2 separate regions of the Zea mays genome follow, and region 1 is linked to region 2. A link is a contact called in public Hi-C data. All regions are on one chromosome and are shown on one strand. Each heading gives the region's core, a stretch centred on a gene start, on an enhancer-like site or on the middle of the called end of the contact. The rest is flanking DNA. Distances are from core to core; before and after follow the strand shown.

The links. A called contact is a pair of places that touch in the nucleus more often than the background predicts.
Region 1: a Hi-C map of ear shows a contact between it and region 2, with 3 times the contacts expected there. The contact joins two enhancer-like sites. A contact is called at or near these places in 2 of 25 Hi-C or Micro-C datasets (ear and endosperm).

Annotation. Positions count from the first base shown.
Region 1 is chr5:116,670,299-116,676,769 of Zm-B73-REFERENCE-NAM-5.0, forward strand. No RefSeq gene overlaps it. Among protein-coding and RNA genes, the nearest start is that of EREB46, 160 kb to the left of the region's middle. Within about 2 kb of position 2,888, at least 9 of the 20 cell types and tissues checked have an H3K27ac peak or open chromatin away from gene starts, as enhancers often do. A contact at or near this core is called in ear, where this site is marked.
Region 2 is chr5:116,512,752-116,519,143 of Zm-B73-REFERENCE-NAM-5.0, forward strand. LOC103626807 (DEAD-box ATP-dependent RNA helicase 41) reads left to right here. Exons shown (of 7, transcript XM_035959112.1): 7 at 45-1,991. Among protein-coding and RNA genes, the nearest start is that of EREB46, 3.7 kb to the left of the region's middle. Within about 2 kb of position 2,545, at least 19 of the 20 cell types and tissues checked have an H3K27ac peak or open chromatin away from gene starts, as enhancers often do. A contact at or near this core is called in ear, where this site is marked.

The sequences.
Region 1 (6,471 bases), core at 1,638-4,137, 160 kb after region 2:
ACGCCTAATTCTAACCTTGGCGCACCACTGGGGATCACTAATTGAGCCTGATCACCATTCTAGCGCTCGGTCCACGTACACCCGCGGAGCTTGTGTCACACCCGGATTTTAGGGGCATTAAGACCCGGGCGCGAACATAATCACCAGGTGTGCTGGGACCAAGTCTCACACATATGATGAATCATGCACAGGATCGAATGTCACATCTTTACTATATAATAGAAGTTCTATACAAAATAAATAAATAATTACATTATAAGGAGACAACGGTCTAGCAACCCAAAGTTGACTGGGAGACGACGGCCTAGATCTCTCTCACGAACTCATCGCATCATCCTCCATGCGCCTCATCCTGTGGTACCTGTTCTTGACCTGTGGGGGGGTGTGAGACAGCAAGAGTGAGCTCACATACGTTCATCGCTCAACAAGTTGTGGGGAATAATGTGCATGAACTCGCCAAAGGTGGGAGCTCACGTGAAGTGTAAGGCTTACCAAAGAGGATGGTTAGAGCTGAGCATTGCTTTTAAAGTTGGTCAAAATTTTATTAGCAATTACTAAGTATAAGTAAATACCAACCCAATTAAGTAGTAGAACAAAAGTAACAACATCACCTGCGATGCAATGCATATGACAAATTGAATTTAGTTCCATAAATTAATCATCAGAGAGTCTTGAGCTGCTCATGACCGTGAGCTCGGCTAGTATACCAGTTTTACACTCTGCAGAGGTTGTACCCTTTACCCACAAGTCATGTTACCCATCTGCCAAGGGATCGCGACTTCCCATACACCTCTACCAAGGAGGCGAGGCAGGGTAACACTACGAGGCCTTTACAAAGTTCCACTAGCTTCAGAAAACCCGCTACAGTTTATAGGAAGCTCCAATGCAGGGTTCTTGCCTGACCGCCATCGCAGCAAAATCAACCAAGGACCTCCCTACACTGACCACTCCCCTACTGCCCTTGCCCCTTTCGGGTAAGGTAGTCCTCCACTAGCTTTCCTAATTAATCAGCCAAGGGCGTCCATAAACCCTTGTGGTGGCACGTGTTTCTCAAGTTAAGCTCTATGTTCCAATTAACATTAATGATCTTGACATGAACATAAATAGAATAACAAAATAACTGGAACATAGATATGATAAATAATTATCCCAAATCCATGTAAAGCAATAGCAAACTACCCAAGTGATTCAGGGGTAAACAAGGTAATGAGATAAACAATCTAGGGTAACCTATTGGGTCCCATCAAAATTAACCTATGCATGAATAAATGATATTAAAGAACATTATTGGGTAAAAAGTGGTCAAGGGCACAACTTGCCTGGGACTTGAGATTCCAGATACCAGGGTGTTTAATTCCTCGTGACCTCACTGCTAGTCGTAGCAATACAAACAAACATGGTATAGATAAAAATAACATCACACCATACATAAGAAAAAACTGAATAATAATGATCTACGTTTTGCTACGAGATCGCGGGAACGAGAACCACTAAATTCGGAGTTACGGTTAAGGAGTTATGATCTTATGGAGTCATTTAATGCCTCGTATAGATTAATTCAAGTGGACAATTTTAAATCTAAGTTTCATGTCAAAACAGTGTTACTAGATGATAAACAATATTAAAACAAAATTAATGGAATTGGAATGGATCAATTTGGACCTAATATGAATTTTCTATGAATTATACAAATTCTAGGAATTGTTTTCATATTAAAAACTCATTTACTAATTCATTTTTCCTGATTTCCCAAGTCTCTGGACTGCGCCTTAAATAACAGAAAAGGAAAGGGTCTCGGCGCAAGAAACCCGAGACACAGTGAATAGCTAAAGTGGATGGCGCGTTTATTTCCTATAAACAAAGGGGTTCTTCTGTAAGTTCGACATCGTGAAGGGGTGTGGATCGAGATTAGCCGTCAGATCTAAATTCCGCGGCCAGGATTAGATCTAGCAGCGAATGAACCGGTAAGCGACGAGAACCATTGGATCTGAAATCAATGGTGAGGATTTTATTACTCTAGGTCTATTTCTAACCGTTCGTTCTCGATCAAATCTTGTTCGCACGATCACCGATCGACGTCCACACAGCTCCCCTACGAATTCCACCCCGTTTTCCCCCAGCTACCGCCGCGACGGCGCCACCAGCATACACGGTGGTGGCCATGGCCGGAAATGGCCAGATCGATATTCCGGCCACGAAATTCACATCCCGATAGCTCCACACGATGTTGCAGTCACGACGAAGATGGGGGTTAGTTCCTCGCCTGAGATGATGTCGAGACGAGCCGCAGCCATGGAGCAGTGCGGCCCGCGGCGACGTCCTGCGCTCCGGTGAGGAATTCTCCGGACCCAAGTGACCTGCGCATCCAAGGAATGGCACGGACGAGCACCATGAATGTCGGCGGACCTCCGAGACCCATCCCGAGCATCGGTCGGGCGCAAATTCGGAAGTCGAGTGCGGCAATGGCGAGAGAGGTAATGAAGGAGCTGCCGGTGGCTTTGAGTGCAATGGAGAGAACGTCACGCGTATAAATACTCAAAGACCCGGCTAAATAGTCTAGCGGGTTGCGCGCGGGTTGGCGAACTAATCCCGAACAACGCGGCGGAGCACACGATGCACATGCCGTTTTCGGTTCTGAGCACGAAGCGGAGCTAGCCCCGGGTCAGCAGCGAGAAAATCGGGGAGAGGTTGCGCGGTTCATGGGCGACAATCCGAGAAAACTACCGGTAGTCACAAGGTGGCCTGTGTGCCCAGATTCTCCGTCGTCGTGGTACGGTGACGGACATTGCAGAGTCCGCCGTGGCGCCTGGTCCAACTGGTGCTGTGCGGGGAAGGAGAAGATACCCTGTCGTCCCGGGCCCACCAACCAGTGAGAGCACGGTGTGCGCCCCGGTGAAGGCAAGCTGGGCCGCACAGTGAGGTAAGCGCTGGGTTAATCACAAGATTTCGGCCCAAGGATTTCTGTTTTCTTATATTTTCTATTTTGTTTTCAAAACTATCTTTTGATTTCAAATATGGTTATATGTTTCCAACAGTTTAAATGCACAACTTAAAACTTATCAGCATGGATGCAAAATTGTATTGATATAATTACTTTATTAATTTATTTATACCATGTGGTGAAAATAAAATATACAGTCATAATTTACTTCAAGAAAATGATGTTTTGGATGACATTCAAGATTTCTATATTTATTGGTTATTTGAAGAAAAGTCGTTTCTATTGTATAACCTCTATTTAAAAGATTCTCTAACATCAATCTTACAGAGCACTTATAAAATTCCACAAGGGATAACTTAATGTATATAAGATTTTTTTTATAAAAACATATCTATTTTTGGTTGTAGTAAAAGAAATGAGGAAATTCCTTGCTAGAAGATATTTTCGTTCCATTATTTTGAGAAATATTTATAAATCCTAAAGTAAAATTTTAAGATGCTACAAATTCTACCCCCCTTACAAGAAATCTCGTCCTCGAGATTTGTAAGAAAGGAATGCAGCCAATTTGGTTTGAAATTTAGTTTCTCATTTGGTTTAGGAATCAAAAGTTTTGTTTAAAGTTTTTTTTATACACGTTAGTAGATGATTTGGAAAATATGGATATATATATGTCTAGCCATTTATTAGGTCAGACGAGGTACGGTTATGGCAAGTATAGGTTGTGGCAAGGAAGAGTATAATAAGGAAAGACTTCATCTAGAACTGTGGATCTTGATTCCACTGACGATTCAACTTGATCTTTGAAGACTTGAGTTGATGCTTATCCTTCTTTGACATGGTTGGTCTTCTTTGGCCTTTCTTCTTGGAGTTGCCATCCGAGTTAAGGACATATAGTTAGGATATATGTGAGTAGGATGGATTATATGGTGTAGGTAGGTTAGAATCTCTTGCTAGGTTATAATCGAGGGGTTATGCAACTATCGGATGGTTAAGGTAGTTGCATATGGCCAAGTCGGTCTGTCGTTCTTATTTTAGTGCAGGGTGAACTAAGTTAAGACATGTTCTATAGGAGTAGAGTCTAATCTATTTCATCAATATTATCTAACATGTTTGATAAGTCACTTTAGATTAGATCAAATCTAGGTTAGATTTTTATGATTAGATAGAGTAGATAAGATCTCATTAATTTGTATTAGATCATGGTTGTTATTTTAGAGTGGGATAAATATATTAATTATGGCAAGATGAATCCATAGGGATAAGGTAGAATCTTTTGAGGTCAGTTACATCTATTAGGGTGGCATAAGATCTTTTCAAGATAAGATGAATATCTTTTAAGATAAGGTGGATCCATTAGGCTTGATATATTTTTAATAGGGCATATTCTGTGTTGTCTATTTTAAAAATATTTTTCCTTATGTCTAGGTGTATATGCAGATGCAATTGTGGACATTACTCCACAACCCATCACACTCAATCAAAGATCCAAATCAGACATGTATCACAAGAACAAACATTCAAGCACATAGATACTTATAAAAATAGTTTTGTTTTTGTTCCTAAGAGTAGGTTTCCTATTCCTAAAGGTCACTTTAGGCACAGGATTTCAAAGTGTGAAATCCACATTTGTCTTTAGAAGGAAAAGGTAAGAATAATCAGAGTAAAGCAGAAATGGATGAGAAAAGATTAAGAAAAGTTTAGAAAGAATTAGAGTTAGCAAAGGTAAGTAGATAATGGTTGTCCAGTTCTATCTAGGTTTCGTCCTACAGTCAACATTCCTCTGATACCACTTCTGTCACACCCGGATTTCAGGGGCATTAAGACCCGGGCGCGAACATAATCACCAGGTGTGCTGGGACCAAGTCTCACACATATGATGAATCATGGCACAGGATCGAATGTCACATCTTTACTATATAATAGAAGTTCTATACAAAATAAATAAATAATTACATTATAAGGAGACAATGGTCTAGCAACCCAAAGTTGACTGGGAGACGACGGCCTAGATCTCTCTCACGAACTCATCGCAGCATCCTCCATGCGCCTCATCTTGTGGTACCTGTTCTTGACCTGTGGGGGGGTGTGAGACAGCAAGAGTGAGCTCACATACGTTCATCGCTCAACAAGTTGTGGGGAATAATGTGCATGAACTCGCCAAAGGTGGGAGCTCACGTGAAGTGTAAGGCTTACCAAAGAGGATGGTTAGAGCTGAGCATTGCTTTTAAAGTTGGTCAAAATTTTATTAGCAATTACTAAGTATAAGTAAATACCAACCCAATTAAGTAGTAGAACAAAAGTAACAACATCACCTGCGATGCAATGCATATGACAAATGGAATTTAGTTCCATAAATTAATCATCAGAGAGTCTTGAGCTGCTCATGACCGTGAGCTCGGCTAGTATACCAGTTTTACACTCTGCAGAGGTTGTACCCTTTACCCACAAGTCATGTTACCCATCTGCCAAGGGATCGCGACTTCCCATACACCTCTACCAAGGAGGCGAGGCAGGGTAACACTACGAGGCCTTTACAAAGTTCCACTAGCTTCAGAAAACCCGCTACAGTTTATAGGAAGCTCCAATGCAGGGTTCTTGCCTGACCGCCATCGCAGCAAAATCAACCAAGGACCTCCCTACACTGACCACTCCCCTACTGCCCTTGCCCGTTTCGGGTAAGGTAGTCCTCCACTAGCTTTCCTAATTAATCAGCCAAGGGCGTCCATAAACCCTTATGGTGGCACGTTTTTCTCAAGTTAAGCTCTATGTTCCAATTAACATTAATGATCTTGACATGAACATAAATAGAATAACAAAATAACTGGAACATAGATATGATAAATAATTATCCCAAATCCATGTAAAGCAATAGCAAACTACCCAAGTGATTCAGGGGTAAACAAGGTAATGAGATAAACAATCTAGGGTAACCTATTGGGTCCCATCAAAATTAACCTATGCATGAATAAATGATATTAAAGAACATTATTGGGTAAAAAGTGGTCAAGGGCACAACTTGCCTGGGACTTGAGATTCCAGATACCAGGGTGTTTAATTCCTCGTGACCTCACTGCTAGTCGTAGCAATACAAACAAACATGGTATAGATAAAATTAACATCACACCATACATAAGAAAGAAACTGAATAATAATGATCTACGTTTTGCTACGCGATCGCGGGAACGAGAACCACTAAAATCGGAGTTACGGTTAAGGAGTTATGATCTTATGGAGTCATTTAATGCCTCGTATAGATTAATTCAAGTGGACAATTTTAAATCTAAGTTTCATGTCAAAATAGTGTTACTAGATGATAAACAATATTAAAACAAAATTAATGGAATTGGAATGGATCAATTTGGACCTAATATGAATTTCCTATGAATTATACAAATTCTAGGAATTGTTTTCATATTAAAAACTCATTTACTAATTCATTTTTCCTGATTTCCCAAGTCTCTGGATTGCGCCTTAAATAACAGAAAAGGAAAGGGTCTCGGCGCAAGAAACCCGAGACACAGTGAATAGCT
Region 2 (6,392 bases), core at 1,295-3,794:
GGTTAATGTACATCTGTTTTGGATAACTTCATCTCTTTTTCCAGAGCTACTGGGGCCAATCATATTGTTGAGTATCACTGGAAGCGTGGACACTGCGGCAAAGCATATAGGTAAGACTTGTGCTGAAACTTAGGGTGTTGGAATATTTACTGCATATTTTTGAGATAACGTCAAAATTCTTTTGCTTCATTTGGAATCTCTAGTCGTGTTCCGTCACCCAATTTTTTCTCTATAAATATGTAATGGGATGTTGAAATTTACAGTGAATTGTTCTTGAACTGAATATAGATTGTGTGTTTAGAGTGATTTCAGTGCGACCTGTGTATGAGAATTGACAAGGGTGCCTTTGTCCTGGGGTGTTAGTTCTGGAATTGCTTGGAGATGGTTGGCATTTAAGCTTGTCTGAGGTAGCTGCAGGTACAGACTGGTGATGATGATGGTGTGTGCTCAGTTGATGGATACTTGTTCAATGAAGAAATATAAAAGTTTTTTTTTTCTGTCACTTATAATATGGGAGTAGACTGAACTGTTGTTCAGTGGAGAATTTGATAGTATGTTTACATTTTGGCTTCGCTATATTCTCACAATAGAAATCAGGTTGCAAAATGGTTATGAAGTTAGGCTATAATAATCTGTCTACACGTAACTTCATTTCTTCTCCATTGAACATCTCGTGTGCTTCGGTTTGTAGAAAATTTCATTTCATTTCACTTGAACTTGGCTTTCTTTCGTTAACCTCTGAAACTATCCACAAGACGGTAGCTCTAAAGGTTTATGGTAGTCTGCTTCAGCAATAAGCTTACTCTTGTCTTAGGATGACAAATGTTTATAGTAAGATCAGATCCTTCGCTGTATCCAAACATTCTAATAATTTTGGGTTCTTTGAAAGGGAGCTGGAGTCTTTGCTGAAAATGTTTGGTTGCAGATTACGACTTTGCACACTTAAATGTTGTGTTCCCTCTCCCACAACTTTCCCGTTTGGGTGCTTTCCAGAAAAAAAAACTGTTGCCATTTTGTTTGGAAGTATCAGTTTGCACGCATTGTTTGGATGTGAAGTATCTTAATGGTTTTGACTGGGGTTTTTCAGCAAGTCACACCTTGGAATATCTTTCACAGCCGTGCTTTTTTAGAAAGGGAGAAAAAGAAAAAAAAAATCAGTTACGGGTGAGCTCGTGGTCATGCCGTGCGCTCGTATTTCTAAGCCGAGCCATTTGCATGAATGAGGTGCTAGGCTTTCCTGTGATACCAAAATGAAGCGTCGGTCTGCAATAAATCGGTAAGCTGTGGGTCATATTTTTACCAGGCGAGCAACTGCCCCCGTTGCTACAGAAGTTAAGCTGTGTAAAATAAAAAGGTGAAATAAATTGATTGAGTCTGTTGCCCTTGTCGAGTTAATTAATGAGAAACAGGTACCTGCAGTACATCTACGGTGGGGATGTCATGTGTCAGTCGATCACCTCTGACTGGAGCATAAGAAGGTTCTGTGAGATCTTGTCCTCTGACACTGTCTGGTACGTACACCCTTTTCTCACGCATTGTGCACAGGTGTATCTTTAAAAATTGCCGGTGGAGTCAAAAGAAAATAGGAGCATGCAGTGCACTGTATTTTATTTGGATTTGAAGCCCCTGCATGTTTGGCAGCAGTTATCTGTTCCTCAGCTCCTGTAACCTGAGGCGCATCTCGGAGTCCGAATTATTATTTTTAATCATCACCTACGTTAGAAATGAATCTGTTTGATGTTGCCTAGGCGCAGTGGACAGAGAGGTAAGGTTCTTTTTGGGACCATATATATGACTAAGCTGGTCTCCCCAAATCATTCCCGGCAAAATCATGGACCTTAGCGAGGAACCGGAAGCTGCTTGGTTTTCTTTCTTTCTTTCTTTTATGTATATGTTTGTATTCTGTATAGATTATTAATCCGCTCAAAGCGGCAAACCGACATGCATGGTATAGTAAAATATGAATATACTAGTACTATAGATAAGTTCCAGCATCATCGCAAGAAAAAAGAAATGCGTTGGAAAACGTTGGGAACTTGGAATCTGTTACTACGTTGTAGTAGTCCTCCATATCCACATTAATGGTACCTCCATCCCTGGAGGCTGGAGCGGTAGACAATACCAAAAAAAAAAATGCAGTCTACTAATCTGGCAGTGCAGAGATGGATTATTAGTGTTGACAAGAGTTGTAGTAGTTGGGCACTTTCCAGTCTTTACATGCATGGGTCCGTCATCATCAGTAGATTAGAAAGCCGGCCGGTTGTCCTACTCTCGTCTCGTGCGGAGATCAGTAGATCTGAACTGGGCATCAAAGTGTGGGTTGGTGAAAGGAGGGGCAAGTAGGATATGGTCAGCTGTGCCGTAATTGCACGGTTTTGCCCTAGCAACTACTCGCCATCTGTTTTTAACTTTTGTTGTTATCTTTCCTTGGAAAGCTGAGGCCGCAAGGACAAATCTGGGGACAGCGCAATAAAGCTGGCTTTAATCACTCGGATCCACTCCAACCGTAGCTTTCTCGTGCGTGGTGGAGTGTGGATCGAGCCAGCGGCCATGGCGCGCCACAGCTAGCCTACCACGCCCATGGGTCTGGGGGGTCTCTTTTAGCCTCCTCCAACTGCATCCCCTCGCAAAAAAACAGGCTGGCCGGGCCAGTTCGAACGCTGTGCTCCAGGCATGTGCTCACATGACAGACTATATAGCAGTAGTACTGGTGTCTAGTACTTGATTAGGGAGCACACGTGCGTGTTTGACCAGTGGTAATTTCCATGTATGTCGAGTGGCTTGCTCGCGCGGATGGATTTCCAAAAGCTTATTAGCCTTTTTCTTCTATGTACCGACAAACAATCCCTGAGCTTACACACTCTAGCCTCAGGACATGCATGGTTCCGTTGTGATCGATCGGACCGGACGTCGACCTCTTTGGCAACTAATTAATCAATGCAAAGTACATCAAAAACACATACTACATGGTAATCAAGCCTGTATCAATACCACGCACCTAGAAAGAATGAACCTTGAAAAATAGGTTCATACATACATCTATGCCAATCTCTAATTCATAAAAACTATTTATTATTCGCAAGTCAAGTGAGCATCAAGTGTGCCAGTGTGGGCAGCAAAATAAGCAGGGCCCAAAATGGCCTGTTGATCGGACCACATATCGCATTGGGCAGCCCAGGAAGCTGAGGACTCACTGGGTTTGAATGGCACATTGCATAGGAATCATCGAGATGGATGGATGGATGGATCAGTGGCATCCATTTCCGGATGAGACAACGTGAAAACGTCGTCTTACGTACCTAGCCAAGACAAGAGCGACTGACGTGCGTACGTGCGTACGCTACGCTACGCATTTTGGTCAGCGATTAATTAAACAATAAATACTCCTATTGATAGACATCGGTCGTTACATTAAGCAATTAAGTTAAGCATGGTTACTCCGTCTTTGTCGTCCGTTATTAGAGCGTAGTAGGCCGTAGGCGATGGATGGTGTGCATGAGACTATATATATATAGTGAGAGAACTAGCTACTACGTAATAGTAGACACGGCCGAGAGAATCCGATGTACTCTAACAAATTTATGAGCTAGTGTCCTTTATTTTCTGCCGCGGCTAGCCGCCGGCCGGCCGGTTTCTCGGTTCCATCGACGACGCTGATTGCATCCAAAGAAAGAGAGAGAAAGAGATGAGAGAAGGAGAGAGAACGACAGCACACAAGACGCAGCACGTACGTTTCACGAATCTGGTTCCTAGATTCACCATTCTGATGAACTTAGATTCTATGAAATCTAAACTGTTTAATAAATTTGTTTAGGGTAGAATTGTTTCCAATGAATCTAAAGTTCGGTAAAGTTGTCTCGAAAGATGGCGTAGCTTGGGCCGTCGTTGTTCCCGGCGTCGCCGTTGTTTAAAATTCGATGGTTCGGTACCTGCATTGGGTCGCCGTCGTGCTTGCTGGCCGGCTAGCACTACTCGCTCCTACGACGCATGGTATAGGTTAGCGCCGTGGGCCGTGGCCCGTGGCCCGTGGGCAATCGCTGATAATATCATGCGTTCTCCGTGGAAAACGACCAAGCACCGGATCACAAGTTCACGACTTCGCGAGTTGCATGGCGCACACGCGTACCGCGACCGTACGTGTGCTTCCCGTCCGGCCATCTACTCATCCCATCGATCCCCGTCAAATCAAATTAAGGAGCATAATTATCCAGATTTATATTAATTAAAATAGTACAATGAATGATCGTACGTTACCAAGAGACACAAATTAGATAAAACTAGTCGGTTTGCCCGTGCGTTGCGACGGCTTATAACAATACCCACGTAAACTATCCACCAATAAAATTTTAAGATTTTTTATTGGTTGTCTTCGCTCTCCATATAACATTTTTTTTTATTTGGCTAACTGATGTTATTGCTTACTCCATGCAATATGTCTTGGTACAACACGACCAATGAAGTGAGCGATTAGAAAAGAGTTCACAACGACCAACTGTCCAACTGAACGAACAGAGATTATAAAATGACATAATTCCACCATACAGAGATCAAATAAGAGAAAGTTTGTGAGCTCAAGTTTCGAAAATAAGTCACATAAACTCAAACTTATAAAAAAGATATATCAAAATATGGAGTGATTGCTAAAGTCAGGCATCAATAAAAACTGGATTTTCTTCATAAAAATTATGCTACTTCGTAGCAATTACTAACGTTTAAAACCAACAAATAACCTTTTATTTTTACTGTTAGTGTGACAAATCATTGTTGCTCCATCCAATTCAGCAACCTCAAATGTCATGGAGTCCATTGCGCCAATGTGGTCTTAGAAACGACCTAATGTTTGCAAGAGCCAAGAACGTCGTGCCGTGCTTAGGCTGTAGCCTCGGCCCGTAGTACTGGTCCGGCCCGACACGATTATATATTTCTTATTTTACAAAAAACGTATATACATATATACAATTTATATTCAATATTTAAAATATCTGAGCATGATGTTCTTGGCGTCTGGCCCGTGCCGGGTGCCGTTTGACCATCTATAGGCGTGCAGCGGATTAATTTGAAATAACTGTGAGGAGTTATTTGTAAAAAGATGACGCAAGACGACCATTGAAACTGATGCTTTATATATAGTATAGATATTAATACATAATAATTATATAAAAACAAATATATATTATATATTATAGATCTCAATATTTCACCTGCCTCGATGTAGCTTCCTGCAACTTCCTTGTAGCTAGCATACATCACCGTCGGCGCGCACCGGAATGGACGACGCCTGCTCCGGACCATGCGTTAGAATTAGGTCCACTAGTGTGTGGCTCAATTCACTAAGGAAGTCAATGTGGTGTGTATAGATGACATGCAACTTTAGTTCTATGTTGCTCATCTAGGTAGGGGAGAACCAACTTATATGTGGTAGTGTTCACTACTCTTCATATGAGACAAATAAAGGGCTATGAAGGCTGCCACACGCGCGCTCGCTCGCGTTATTTATTGCGTGATTTGTGACTTGTGACAATGCGCGGTCGTGACGTGAAGTGTTCTAAACGACAGTTCAATTTTTGCCTTTTGTTTTGTTTGGTTATCGAATACTACACCTAGATTGCCACGTCAACCGGGAGTAATGGGCACGCACGTTATGTGCGAGATCTCCATGTGGTTGCACGTAGAGATATTCCAGGGGAGCAATTCTTGGAATTTAGCAGATCGAACTATTATCTAGTCCAGGTTGGTCCTCTATTTAAGGAAGACGTCTGCTAGACGAGGGGCGTATAGAAAACAGAACCGCCTTGTTCTCTCCATCTCAATTATCTGCACCGTCGCTTTTCTCCTGTCACACCCGGCTTTAAGGAACAAAGCCATGTGCATCTCATACATGCGCCAAGAAGACAACATATATAATAACAGAGTGTATAGAGATAAATGTCGTAAAACATCAGAGTATTTATTACATAGCGGAAGACTTAATACAAAATAAAAGAATAAACATAAAACGAACTAAGGATCGTCGGCGCCGATGTCAACTGAGAAACGCCACCTAGATCAGATCATACTCCTCGCCTTGTGGCTCCTCCTGAACCACCTGCTCTTCTCCTGTGGGGGGGGGTATGAGACAGCAAGAGTGAGCTCACATACGTTCATAGCTCAACAAGTCATGGGGAATAATGTGGCATGAACTCACCAAAGGTGAGAGTTCATGAAGTGTAAGGCTGATCAATGAAATAAAGGCTGAAGCTGAGCATTGCTTTTATAAGTTGGTCAAAATTTTATTAGCAATTACTAAGTGTAAGTAAATACCAAACCATTATAATAATAAGTAAAAGTAATAATAAAATAATCCCAAATACAATGAAATGACAGATTAAGTTTAAGTTCCATAAATTAATCAT